2 separate regions of the Mustela erminea genome follow, and region 2 is linked to region 1. Evidence: chromatin contacts called from public Hi-C data. All regions are on one chromosome and are shown on one strand. Each heading gives the region's core, a stretch centred on a gene start, on an enhancer-like site or on the middle of the called end of the contact. The rest is flanking DNA. Distances are from core to core; before and after follow the strand shown. Region 1 holds the start of SETD5 (histone-lysine N-methyltransferase SETD5). Region 2 holds the start of MTMR14 (myotubularin-related protein 14).

Region 1 (6,142 bases), core at 782-3,281:
TATAGTCAAATTTAAATTTGCAGCTAGAGACAGAGCCCTGTGTCTTATCAAAGGACATAATCCATTTTTCTAAACATGACAGTATGAGTAAACCTTGAAGACTCTAATCCCATAAAGGGCCAGAATTTGGGGCAACATTAGAAAACTAATGATCCTCCTGAGAAAACTGGAAGAAATCCAGTAAAAAAAATTTCCTGTGTCCTCCAAGAGGCCCAGAAACCTCTGATTATGTGAATATTCTTGTTTCAGTCCTTGCTCATATCCACATTTCACACATCTAAAATTACCACTTACAACTTTTCTCTCAGAGTGACCTAAAACCATTAATGACATAAAATTAACCATCAAGAAATTTTCTCGCAATTCACAAACATTCTCCTGAAAATCTCTAAACACTCAACTCAGCTGGATCCTCCCCAATCAAAAGTATAGCTATGCAACATCTGCTCAACAACAAAAAATGTAAATATGACCTTGATCACAAATATGTCATTTAAAAGCAAGTTGTTCAGTCAAGTTATAAAGGAAATTCCCAGAGAACCTGAGGACTCTTCAGTACTATGACCACGGAGAAAATTGGAGAAATGTACTAAAGTACAGACAAAGCCCAATGGAACCCTGAGCTCTGGGTAAGAAATGAGTTACTGGTGAACACATTGCACAAGTAACATGAGAAAGCAGAAAATGCAGGTCATACACGCACCCCTGACCCAAACCAGCAGAGCTGGCTGCAGCATCAGTATCCTAGGGAAAGACCAGTTACTGCTTCTAAGTCAGACAAGCAAAGGCGCTCTATAGAATAAATTAGCATAGAAGGGGCTTTCCCAACAGTTCAACTTTCCCTCTCGTGCGATTCACCTACTTAAAAAACCAGGGCTTTTTCTTACCACCATTCACCTTACATCCCTGGCTTCCACGCAAAGGGAAAGGGAATTCATAAAGCGTAAATTTTTCTGCTTTTAAGGACGTTCTCAAATGATCGCTCTCCACGCCCAAGGCAGGAAAAACGACACAAACTGGCTCAACTCCAGGCTCGAACCCTACAAATTCAATGAGGCTATCTCAGATACGGGGGCATACGCCACTGTATGCCCAAGAATGTGAAGTGGGGGTGGCGAAGGTAACGTCTTTAATGTGGGAAAAGAAGCAATCATTTGAGATGGGGACCCAAGAACGATACTGAAGGCGTCCAGGAACATTATGGAGGGGGGGATAGAGGCCTCCCCCAGATCAGAGTTGTCACAAGGCCGCGCGAAAGGGGGTTGGGGTGGGGGCTAGGGGAGAGGGGAAAAAAAGTATGCCTGTGCGTTTTTAGAGAAGGGCAGGGAGAGGCCTATCCTCAAGTAAAAGGTAAACGTGGAGTAGGCAGTTCCCAGGAAAAGGGGTGAAGAGGCGTGGGGGAGGGGAAGCGTCCTGACCCAGGAAAGACATGAAAAGGGGAGTAGGGTCGACTAGATTACGAAGGGGGCCTCTCTCCCTGGGAAATAGGGGTGCAATGGTGTGTGGGGGGCAGCGAGCGGGATGAGAAGGGGCAGCATCCTCCTGTAAAAAGCCTGGAGAGGGCCAGGCCCACGTCCCAAAGAGCGAGCGCGGGGAGACGGAGGAGGTGACCCTTCCTCCCCCAGGGCCCAGTCGTGAGAATAGGTCTCTCTTTTCTGTCGGACCCTTACCTTGTCCCAGGCGCTGCCGGGGCCTGGGCCCGGGCTGCGGCGCACAGCACTCCCGGGAGGCAGCAGGACTCGAGTTAGGCCCAACGCGGCGCCACGGCGTTTCCTGGCCGGGAATGGCCCGTGCCCGTGAAGTGGGGGTGGGGGGCAGAAAGGCGGAGCGAGCCAAAGGCGGGGAGGGGGAAGGGCCAGGGAAGGAAGGGGGGGGCCGGCACTACAGTGTTGGCGGACTGGCGGGACTGGGGCTGCGTGAGTCTCTCAGCGCAGGCGGGCGGCGGCCGCCCCTCCCCCGGCGGCGGCGGCGGCGGCGGCGGCAGCTCACTCAGCCCGCTGCCCGAGCGGAAACGCCACTGACCGCACGGGGATTCCCACCGCCGGCGCCAGGGGCACCCGGGACACGCCCCCTCCCGCCGCGCCATTGGCTTCTCCGCCCACCGCCCCGCACCCATTGGCCAGTTCGCCGCCAATCCGCGGAAGCCGCCGGGGCCGCCTAGAGAAGAGGCTGTGCTCAGGGGCTCCGGCTCCTCAGAGAGCCTCGGCTAGGTAGGGGAGCGGGACTCTGGTGGGAGGGGGGCCCGGTGGATCGGAGGGAGATGGGTGGTTGAGGCGGTCTGACGGAGAGAGAGGGGTCGCTTCCCCCCGCGGGCAGTAGGGAGTATAACGTTTGTTAGGCTGGAAGGGAAGGAGGTGGTCAGAGGCAGACAGGAGTATGGCCCGCCCTGCGGCAACCAGAGGGGGAGGGAGAAGAGCGGAAAAGGCTCGAATCCAGACGGAGCCATTGCTCATGCAGGGAGGAGCGCTTCCGGCTCACCTCTTGTTACTGATTGGCCGCTTCTCCTCCCGCCGTGTGTGAAAACACAAATGGCGTGTTTTGGTTGGAGTAAAGCGCCTGTCAGTTACAGCCTCGGGAGTGCGCAGTCGCCTGGGCACGCTCGCATTGCTCCCTGGGTGGGATGGGTAGGTAGATGGGGTGGGGAGAGAGTTGGAGGAGCGGGCGCGGTCGACCTCCCGCGGGGGGTGGAGGGTCAGTGAAAGTGCCTCCGAGCGGGCGTCCTGCCACCCGCCCCTTCCTTGGAGGGAGTCGGTTTACCCGCCGCCTGCTCAGCTTCGGCATCTGATTGGTTGCTGAAGCCCGGGGAAAGGCCCCATGCCATTGGCTCGGGTCCCAAATGAGCGAAACCACTGAGCGGGTCAGCAGGGGTGGCGGGGAGGCGGTCGTTGGTACGGTCCTTCCCGAGGCCCAGCGCCGCAGTGTCTGGCCCCGCGCCCCTGCGCAACGTGGCAGGAAGCGCGCGCTGAAGGCGGAGGCGGGCTGCTGGGCCGAGGCTTCTGGGTGGTGGCGACCGCGGCTCCGCCCCGGGCGTCCGCCGCTTGAAGGACGAGACGATCCGGATCTGCTCTCGGAGTCGCGGGGGTGGGGGAAAGAGCGGGGGTCGGTCTTGCTGGTTTGTGGGAGGGAGGTGCATGTTCTCCAAAAGTCGGCGCGAGCTGCAATCCTGAGGGATCTGCAGTGGAGGAGGCGGAGAGAAGGCCGCACCCTTCTCGGTAGGGGGAGGGGAGTGCCGCAATACCTTTATGGGAGTTCTCTGCTGCCTCCTGTCTCCTAAGGACCGCCCTGGGCCTAGAAGAATCCCTCCCTCCCCCGCGATCTCGTCATCGCCTCCAAGTCGAGTTGCTCCTTCTCGATTGTGGGCGGGACTTTTTTGCCCAGGCTTAACCTGGTGGCTGGGCGTTGTCCTGCAGGGGATTGAGCAGGTGTAAGATTTCTCTCTTCCCACAGACTTGAGTTTGTGTCACAAAGTAATTATAATAGGGGTAGAGGAAGGAAATAGGAGTCCAAGCATTCACCTTGGGCTGATTTTAAGCAGCTAGACTGCGTGTTATTACTACTTAAGATCCTTCTTGTAGTATTTTTCCTGTAGGTAAAGGGGAGGTTAAAGGCAGAGTGATTGGAGGTTTTTTTACTCACCCCATTTGAGAATCTTGCTGACACCAACCAAGTATAGCATTTGAAATTAAATATTAATCTTAAAATTCTAGGCCCTTTCCTAGCGTCCCTTTGGTTAGGGATCTTAGCAACTCGCACTCCTACTTTGAGCGCATGTTGCTTTTGTTGTACTTGCTCTTTCAATCCCCAGACATAGTAGTGGCTTTCTCCTCTCCTGTTTTTGGCAGCCCAGTGAGTCATGAAACCAGACAGATCAGTTTTTCTGCCAATTAAGGCTACCCAGTTTGAGGAGAGGCCTCACTCTTACCCAGTTATGTATTTATTTCTCCTTGAATGTTTACCTTGTTTTACACTTTATCCTTTTCCTCAGCTAGGATTCCACCCGTTGATCTCTTCACAGTCAGATGACCTTGATTACTGCCTTACTAAGAATTGGATATGAGGTTCAGCAACACCTCCGTTTTCCCTCCTTTGAATACCTCTCGATCCATGTTTTTATTTCTGTTCTCATCAGTTAGTAACTGGGCTCAATTGCTGTAATGCTGATAGCTTCCAAACTGGTGTCTGCCTGTGGTATCATCATTTTTTGTTTGTTTAAAGATTTTATTTATTTGACCCGGGTGAAGCGGGGTGGGGACAGGCTTCCTGCGGAGCAGAGAGCCCGATGTGGGACTCGGTCTCAGGACCCTGAGATCATGACCTGAGCTAAAGGCAGAGGCTTAACCCACTGAGCCACCCAGGCGCCCCGGTATTGTCTTTTGATCCATCAAACATGTTGCTTAGACAGTTGTCCCAACATACAGAGGTGAAAATGGTGAAACTCCTTTACTAGCTCCTAACTACTTATAGGATGCATTCCATCAACGTGAGAGTAATATACAAGGCCCCTCAATGGGCTGACCTTGTCTTAACAGCTTTTTCATTTGCTACAATTTTTTACATATACCTCAAACACTACCGCTCCAGTCATACTGAATTGTTTACCCAAATCATAGTGTCATTGCCCTACCTCTTTGTAGGCTGGTTCCTTCTGAGGTGGCACCCTTGGTGCTTCTTACTCCAAGACTGTTAAGACTCAAATACCATCTACCCTATGATCTTGCCTTCTGTCTATCTTCCCAGAAGCCTGACACCCCTAAAGAAAGGTTACCAGTGCTTTTCATCTGATACTAGGTTGAATCAGCATTTCTCAGGTTGTCATTGCTTGTTTAAATTCTCCTATTCTGAGCTGCTTGAGGTCACAGGTTCTTGTTAAGTCTTGTACCACCAAGCTCCTAGTGTATTCCCTGATAGCTAGCCAATCCTAAGTAAAATGGAAAGAGCAACATGTCAATGTCTTTTAAGGTTTGATAGGTTATTGGTCTCTCAGTTTTGGATGTATGCTTCCTAGTGCTTTAGGTTACCAGTGTCCAATAGAATGTTCTGCATTTTTGCCAACCTGTATGGTAGCCACTAACCATGTATTACTATTGAGCACTGGAAATGTGGCTACTCTGACTAAAGAACTGAATTTTCAACTTGATATAATTTAAATTGCCACTGTGTACATTGTAGCTGTAGCCAAAAAGTTGTGTTGTGGGTTGCTGAATACTTAATATGCATTGATAATTTTCTCTTCGTACTGAGCAGTTAGGAAACAAAACTAAACTTGTTAGTTAGTTAGGAAACAAAACTAAACAAAACTAAACTTGGCCTGTTTAGTTTAATCTTTTCCCTGCTTGTTTAACCTATTTTCTGTACTATAGTTGTACCTAGCTGAAAGCTAAGTTGAACAAGGCTAAACTTGCCTTGGCCAACAGTGTGTTAAAAAAGCAAGTGTTGACTAGTTTGGATTTCAAAAAAGAATGCATAATGAATTTTAGGAAAGTGGGATTTCATTAAACCGTGTAATGGTGACAGAAATTTAGTTAGGAATAGGACTATATCTGATATTAATGAAAGCAGCCCTGTATTTCAGTCCTACAAATTTTCATTTTTGGAGAAACTTGATCAGAGGACACCAGACCTTACATACCACATCTTGTTAGGAACCTGTCACAAAGTTTAAGTTGCATCCTGATAAAGTATAAATTGATACATCCTAACACCAAAATATTTTTATCTGCTAATACAGCATGTTGTAAATTTGTTATATTTTTAAAAGACAATTTTTTTTTAAAGATTTCTCAGAATATGAGACTGTTAGGATAGGAATCTGTCAGTGCACACAGGTAGTTGGCTTGCTATTTAATGCAGATTTCCAGTCCTACAGCCAGAGATTCTGAATCCACTTTAGATGGGTGGGAGGCACTGGAATTCTATATCATGTTCCTTATTTGCTTGTGATGTTGGGGGCCCAAGAATCATACTGCAAATACAGCCTTCAGGCTATATACCTATTTATTCTACAAAAATGATTAAAACTTCAGAGAAACTTCTAATATTCCGTGCTTTCTACTTGGTGATTTTTTTTCCTTTCAAAAAAAAAAAAAAATGAGGGGTGCCTGGGTGGCTCAGTGGGTTAAGCTGCTGCCTTCGGCTCAGGTCA
Region 2 (6,457 bases), core at 2,508-5,007, 150 kb before region 1:
AACAAACCCCAAATCTTTAGGGTTAGAGATCCCAGGAGTTCTTAAGTTATATGATTGAGGATATGATATAATTTCTATGATCCACATACAATTTGTTTTTCTAATCCCTTTCTTTTTCTCAGTGAACCCCACCACAACCTCATGAGATGGCACACTTCCAGAAATTACATTTTACAGATAAGGTATCCAAGGCTTAGTTCTTACACTCCTCTCATCTGGTTATTCCTCTGCTTCAAAGCCTTCTCTGGCTCCCTGTGGCCTACAGCAGTGGTCCTCAGGCTATACTGTAGGTTAAGACTCATCTAGAGAGCTCTCTAAGAATGTAGATTCTGGAAATTCTGCTTCAGCAGTCCTAAGATCTGTGATTTTAATGAATGCTCAGGGGATACTAGCACAATAAAACCACTGACACCCACAAGTCCACACTCCTTGGCCTAATGATCAAGACCATATACAAACTGGTCTTTTAGGACATGTCAGGACTGCTACTCATCCTTCCAGTTCCAGCTGAAGAGGACTTCTACCACAGGCTCTTCTAAACGCACACACTCCAAGCAGAATTAACCGTTCTCCCTGGTTTGTCTGTAGCAGCGCTTCTTAAACCTTAATGTACATATGAATCACTAGGGCATTGTGTTAGGTTGTGATTTTGATTCAGTGGCTCTGGAGCCAGAGATTCAGAATCTCTAGCTGGTTCCGGATGGGCATACTTCAACTGTGAGGGCCTGCTGCACTCATCATAATATCACATCCCAGGGCCGTGCTTTCACAGACACTGTGGACAAGAGCTCCTGGGTTCTCTTAAAATCACCAGCAAGCATGGAAACTAAGGGAACAAACTTTGAAATCAACATAAAGCATCAACTGGAGCCTCCATGCTGTGATGATTTATTAGTATCAAACAACTGCCACCATTTACTGACTACCTTTGAGTTGTATCCATATAATTCTCGTATATGACCTGTTGTTACCCAGAGAAGTACTTGGGCCTTAGGAGGGCCTCCATAAATGGTAGCTCTTACTTCTATCTTACAGTACCCACGCCAGGCTTGTAATAGCCCCACTTATCATCTGGAATTACACTAGCCACTTTTCTAAACAGAGACAGAGACTGACCAATGAGATAACCAAAAGACAAAGAGATTACATAATTTGCCCAAGTTACTCAAAGCAGTCTGACTCCAGACATCAGGCTCTTAAGCCCTATAAATGGTTAGGTGATTGTAAGATGTCAACAACAGAGCATAGCTCCCACCCCACTCTCTTAAAAAAGGGCACTAAGGTTCAGAATGGTGAGGTGTAAAGTAAGCTGTCTTAGGCTTATAAGTGAGCCCTAGGGTAGGGAAGAAACAGAAGTCCAGGATAGTGACTTCCAACCGCTCATTCTATGCCAAGGCTACTTTGTCAATCTAACTTATCAAACTCTGAATGAAACAAAAAGTCTGATAAGGTTTCCACACCTGGGGAAAATGAGTCTACCCCACCCAGTTCCCCACCCAGTTGCCAGACTTCCTGACTCTGGGGATGAGCTGTCAGAGCCTCCCAGACAGGCACCACTCTAGTTACAAGATGCTCACGTGTCTTTCTCCTTCTCAGAACTTTCATACTCCAGGAACACGATGTGCTGGGGGTAGTGGCCACAGATATCCCCATTCACATTTTGGATCACACTGTAACAGTAGTCTCGGCCAACAGCTCCAGACATCTCTTCTCAATGCGCTTCAACCTGCACAGAGGAGGAGACCTGAGCATAAAGAAGATTCTGGGATTCTGAGTATGAGAATTAGGCAGTTCGTGACCTCAGAGGTCACTGGCAATTGACATGGGCCTCTGTGATTATTATGCAATGCTAGGAAGAGACACGTTGCTGGGACACAGGCCCTAGATGTGTACTTCATTAATCTATATGCAGTATGTTTTGGGAGGTCTCTGAACCCCTCAGTGTTGCAGTGAACTGTTAAGCACTTGAAGGAAAGGGCTACAAGTTTCATTAGATTTTCAAGGCAGTCCACAATCCATAAAATATTATGAATTCTTGCTCTAGGTTAATCCATTATCTTCCCCTGGCTCCAGATTACTCCCCATTCTCTAGTCACAAATACCCAGACACTCTAGTTAGTGTAATGAGTAAAAGATGCAGACAAGGCTGTCTCCCCACACTCCATTTATTTATCAAATAAAAGGATGAACTCCCCTTAACATTGCTCGTATTTGGTTCACAATTCAGGGAAAGCTCCACTAGAAAAAAGGCATAAGACGTGTAATATCTTGAGAAATCTACAAGAGATCAGGAAGCCTGGAGAGGCTTTAAAGCTGGCTACAGTGAAAGTCAGCTATAACTTAAGACAACCCTAATCTTCAGGGGTGTAAGATGGAAGAGGGGATCAGCAAACCCTTCACAGCCACTCAAAAGACCAATGGAGAGGAAAAAACTCATAGTGGCTTAAACTAGGAATTCTCAAATTTTAAGATGCATGAATGTCATTAAGAAGCCTATTAAAAAATACAAATTTCAGGTTCCCAACCTCAGAAATTCTGACTCAGTAGAACTGGATGGGATCAAGGAACCTTTATTTTTAACAAGCATCCCAGACAATGCTGAAACAGTGGTCCTCAGGCTAAGATCTGAAAATCACTTGGCTGTTTGGAGAGTGGGGAAATCCCATCATTACTGAAGTCTTCCCTAGGTTACTCCAGAGAGTAGCAGGATGCCAACTGCAGTTATGTTCCAGCAAGTATCCCCTGGAGCCACACCAGAGTTCATGGCCCAGAACGGAAAAGAATCCCACTGGAAAGCCTGATGCTAACCTGCCAAAAGCACATGGGAATAAGAAATAGGAGGATCCGCAAGATTCCCATTTGACTGCCAAACAGTGCCTAGGGAATGGCCTTACCAGGCTGGATTGCCTTCCAGGTGTAGCAATAAGGAGACTGACGGAACTAAGACCTGCTTTGATAAAGGAATAGAGGGAGATGTGGGCTCTTTTCCTGATCTGTAGGGGAAGAAAAGAGATGGGCCTAGTCTAAAGTCACACTCACACTGTGGAAGGAAGCAACACATTCAGTCCATGTCTTGGTTCCATTCTGACTTCTGACCTAGAGCAATCATCTAGACTTTTTTTTTTTTTAAAATCATCTCAACCTGGGGGGTTTTGTACCCACAACCTGATGCACGGGAATAACACTTCTCAGCTTCCCCTCTCTACTGTCTGAACATGGACTCTCAGCTCTGATCCTTGACCTCCAAACGCCTTGTCTCAAACCAAAAGACGTCCTTTCTTGGCTCATTCGGACCTTAGTTCTTCCTTTTTCGGTTCTTGAACCCGACCCTTACTCTTTGGGACCAGACCCTGGAAACTTCCCTCTCTCCTTTCTCTGACCCCTGATCTCCGCCTTTCTTCCGTAACTTTTCAAGCCAAGGAGTTATCTTTGTGCTCATTTCAACTCCAAACTCACCTTAGAGCCGCCCGTCCCGCTGCAGTCCTTGGCCCGGTACTGAGTCCGGGAGAACTCCTCTAGCAGCTCCCCGAGCCCCGGCTCCTGCGGCGGCGGGTTGCCCGAAGAAGCCGACGGCCCCGCCGACGAGGCGGCGGCGGCCCTAGCACCCGCCATGGCCCAACCCCACGTCCCCTTCAGCACCCGAAGTCTCCCTCAGCGCGCTCCACCCCTGCCCATGGCACCTGGAGTACCGACTCCGAGTCCGGAACCTCCGGAACAGCCTCAGCCACCGCCTTCCCTTTCCACTTCCGGCCCCGCCCCACCCTACCGGATGTTTACTTCAGCCCTGACCAATCGGAGCACGGGACTCGCGCCCTGCCCCGTGATTACCGGCCCACCCCCAAATGTGGAGCGATCCAAATGGTCCGGGGAGAGGGAGCTGGGGCCACTAGCAGAGAACTCTTGCCCCGCCCCTCGGGGTTTCCCCTGGGGAAGCCGGGCTAAACCATTGGGGCTGCGGGAGGGGTGTTAGTGCAGGAACTAGGAGGAAGAAACTATGGGAAATAACCGGAGGAAGAGTGGAATAAACCATTACGGGGAGAGAAGAAGGGAACGCTTGGAGGCAACTAATTAGTGTCGGCAATCATAGTAATAATAGTAAGTAAAAATAAAACAGCATTTCATAAGGCACTTTTTTTTTTTACACTGCTCCTTACAACATCCCTATGATTATAGTACTCTTATAGTAAACCTGTGTTATCAAAGAAGGAAATGGGAGAATTTCTGTAGAAATTCTATGATTAAAAAGCACCATATTTTTCTTTTTTGTTATTGGAACATTTCAAAAATTCACAAAAGTGGAGAGAATAGTATAATGATCCCCTCATGCATCCGTTAGTAAATTTCAACATATGCCAATCTATCTTCATCAGTCTTTACCTCAGCCAATAGAATAATTTTAAAGCAAATCTCATTATTTCATCTGTGAATATTTCAGTATTTATCTCTAAAAGATTAGTAGGGTTAAGATTTTTTTTTTAAGTCAGTTTGTGTATGTTAAGGAAAATTCAAGTAGATTTGACTTTAATCAATTGTTCATGAACCCAGCAGCATCCCAGGTAGCAAATATAAAGGAGCTCTGGAAAACTGTACAAAATGGAAGGATTTTATGGTGGGAAGGTGAGACAAGTTTAGAAGACTGGATCATTCATTAGTTTACCTTTCCATAGGGGAAACAGGGATTTTTATTGAAGTGCAGATTACCTCACTAGTGCTAATCAGGAAATTCCTAAATAATTGGTTTAAAATTACACTCCTGGGAGAGGCTGAAACTGCAGCTACTTTAGGTTTTAAGTCTTGAAGGTGCCTAGCGAAAGTGACCCCATTTGGGGCCTGTTGTTTCTTTTTAACAGGTGATAAAAAAAACAAACTCTACTTAATACCTCCTGAAGCAGGCAGTCTCTGGTCCAAAGTTTGAAAGAACTGCAAAATGGGGCGGGAGACAGGACGCTTTTATAGGAAGAGAGGAAAATCGAAAATGAATAAGGAACAGGGAAATAAGTATAGAGCCTGGAGTTGGCTTGTAGCCAGGGCATAGGGATGCAAGAGCGCGGGACTCTGGGGGTCCCGGACTAGGATCAGCCACTCCCTGCTGACAAAATCCAAAGGCAGAGGAACAGTGGTAGCGAAACTGGAGAGGAATTGGTTTCAGCGAGGCCAACACAGGGAAGACCGCCGACTAACATCTCAAAGACTCTCCAAAATGCCAAAAAAAATACTTCCAGGTTTATATAAAGGAAATGTAGGACAAAGGTCAGTGGGTACCTAAGACAGTAAAGGTGTGGTCAATCATTGTCATGGGTGGGGTCTGGCTGGCTAGGGCAGTCATCATGGCTTGAGGAGATAGTTTCAGTTCCCACCATCTGATACTTTGTCCTGAAGATCTTTTGCTTGAAAGTTAAGAAATAAGCTAGAAAGAACTTAGGGGCACCTAGGTGGCTCAGTGGGTTAAAGTCTCTGCCTTGGGCTCGGGTCATGAACCCAGGGTCCTGGTTTCTCCTCTCTCTCTGCCTGCGTCTCTGCCTACTTATGATCTCTGTCTGTCAAAGGAATAAATAAAATCTTTTTAAAAAAAAGGAAAGAAGAACTTAATCAATTTGAAAGTTTGAGGTCACAATGGAGAGAGTTGAAGTCCTCTTTCAGGGTTGGTGTTTGGGGATTGGCTGACTAAAGCTTCTGTGTAAATGCTCAGGCAGAGCATTTACAAATTATCTGTGTTTCAGTTTGTTAACCTGGTAGTCAGGAATGGCTCTATCTTGGGGCTAAAAATTTATTCACCTGTTCCCCCACCTTTTTTTTTTAAGATTTTATTTATTTATTTGACACAGGGGAGAGATCACAAGTAGGCAGAGAGGCAGGCAGAGAGAGGGAGGGACGCAGGCTCCCGGCCGAGCAGAGAGCCTGACGCAGGGCTCCATCCCAGCACCCTGAGACCACGACCCGAGCTGAAGGCAGAGGTTTAACCCACTGAGCCACCCAGGTGCCCCACCTATTCCCCCTTTTGATCCCCCTCTTGAATTTAAAAAGAAAAAAAAATCAGGGGCGCCTTGGTGGCTCAACCCAGCGGGAAGTGGCTCTGCCCAGCGGGGAGTCTGCTTCCCCCACCTTCTCTCTGCCTGCTGCTCTACCTATTTGCAATCTCTCTCTCTCTCTGTCAAATAAATAAATAAAATCTTTTAAACACCCCCAAAACAATATCCATGATCCAAACCAACTAGAATACTGAGAATACTTCTTTAAGCCAGTTGACTTGTTTATGTATTTTGTTGTATTTTTTGTAACTATGTCTCCACTTCCCAGGAAGTGTTTATCCAGCAAGCTTGTTCCAGAGAAACTGAGGCACTGGACATCAGAAAGAAATGGGTCACAAGGGGCGCCTGGGTGGCTCAGTGGGTTAAGCCGCTGCCTTCGGCTCAGGTCATGATCTCAGAGTCCTGGGATCGAGTCCCGCATCGGGCTC

Evidence for each region. A called contact is a pair of places that touch in the nucleus more often than the background predicts.
Region 2: a contact with region 1 is called in a Hi-C map of spleen, with 5 times the contacts expected there. The contact joins the promoter of MTMR14 here to the promoter of SETD5 in region 1. A contact is called at or near these places in 2 of 3 Hi-C or Micro-C datasets (skeletal muscle and spleen).

What each region holds. Positions count from the first base shown.
Region 1 is chr1:51,525,020-51,531,161 of mMusErm1.Pri, reverse strand. It overlaps SETD5 (histone-lysine N-methyltransferase SETD5), which reads right to left and starts at 2,031. Exons shown (of 28, transcript XM_032326170.1): 1 at 1,671-2,031.
Region 2 is chr1:51,680,486-51,686,942 of mMusErm1.Pri, reverse strand. It overlaps MTMR14 (myotubularin-related protein 14), which reads right to left and starts at 3,757. Exons shown (of 22, transcript XM_032326512.1): 1 at 3,446-3,757; 2 at 1,695-1,726; 3 at 1,578-1,692. The coding sequence starts at 3,612.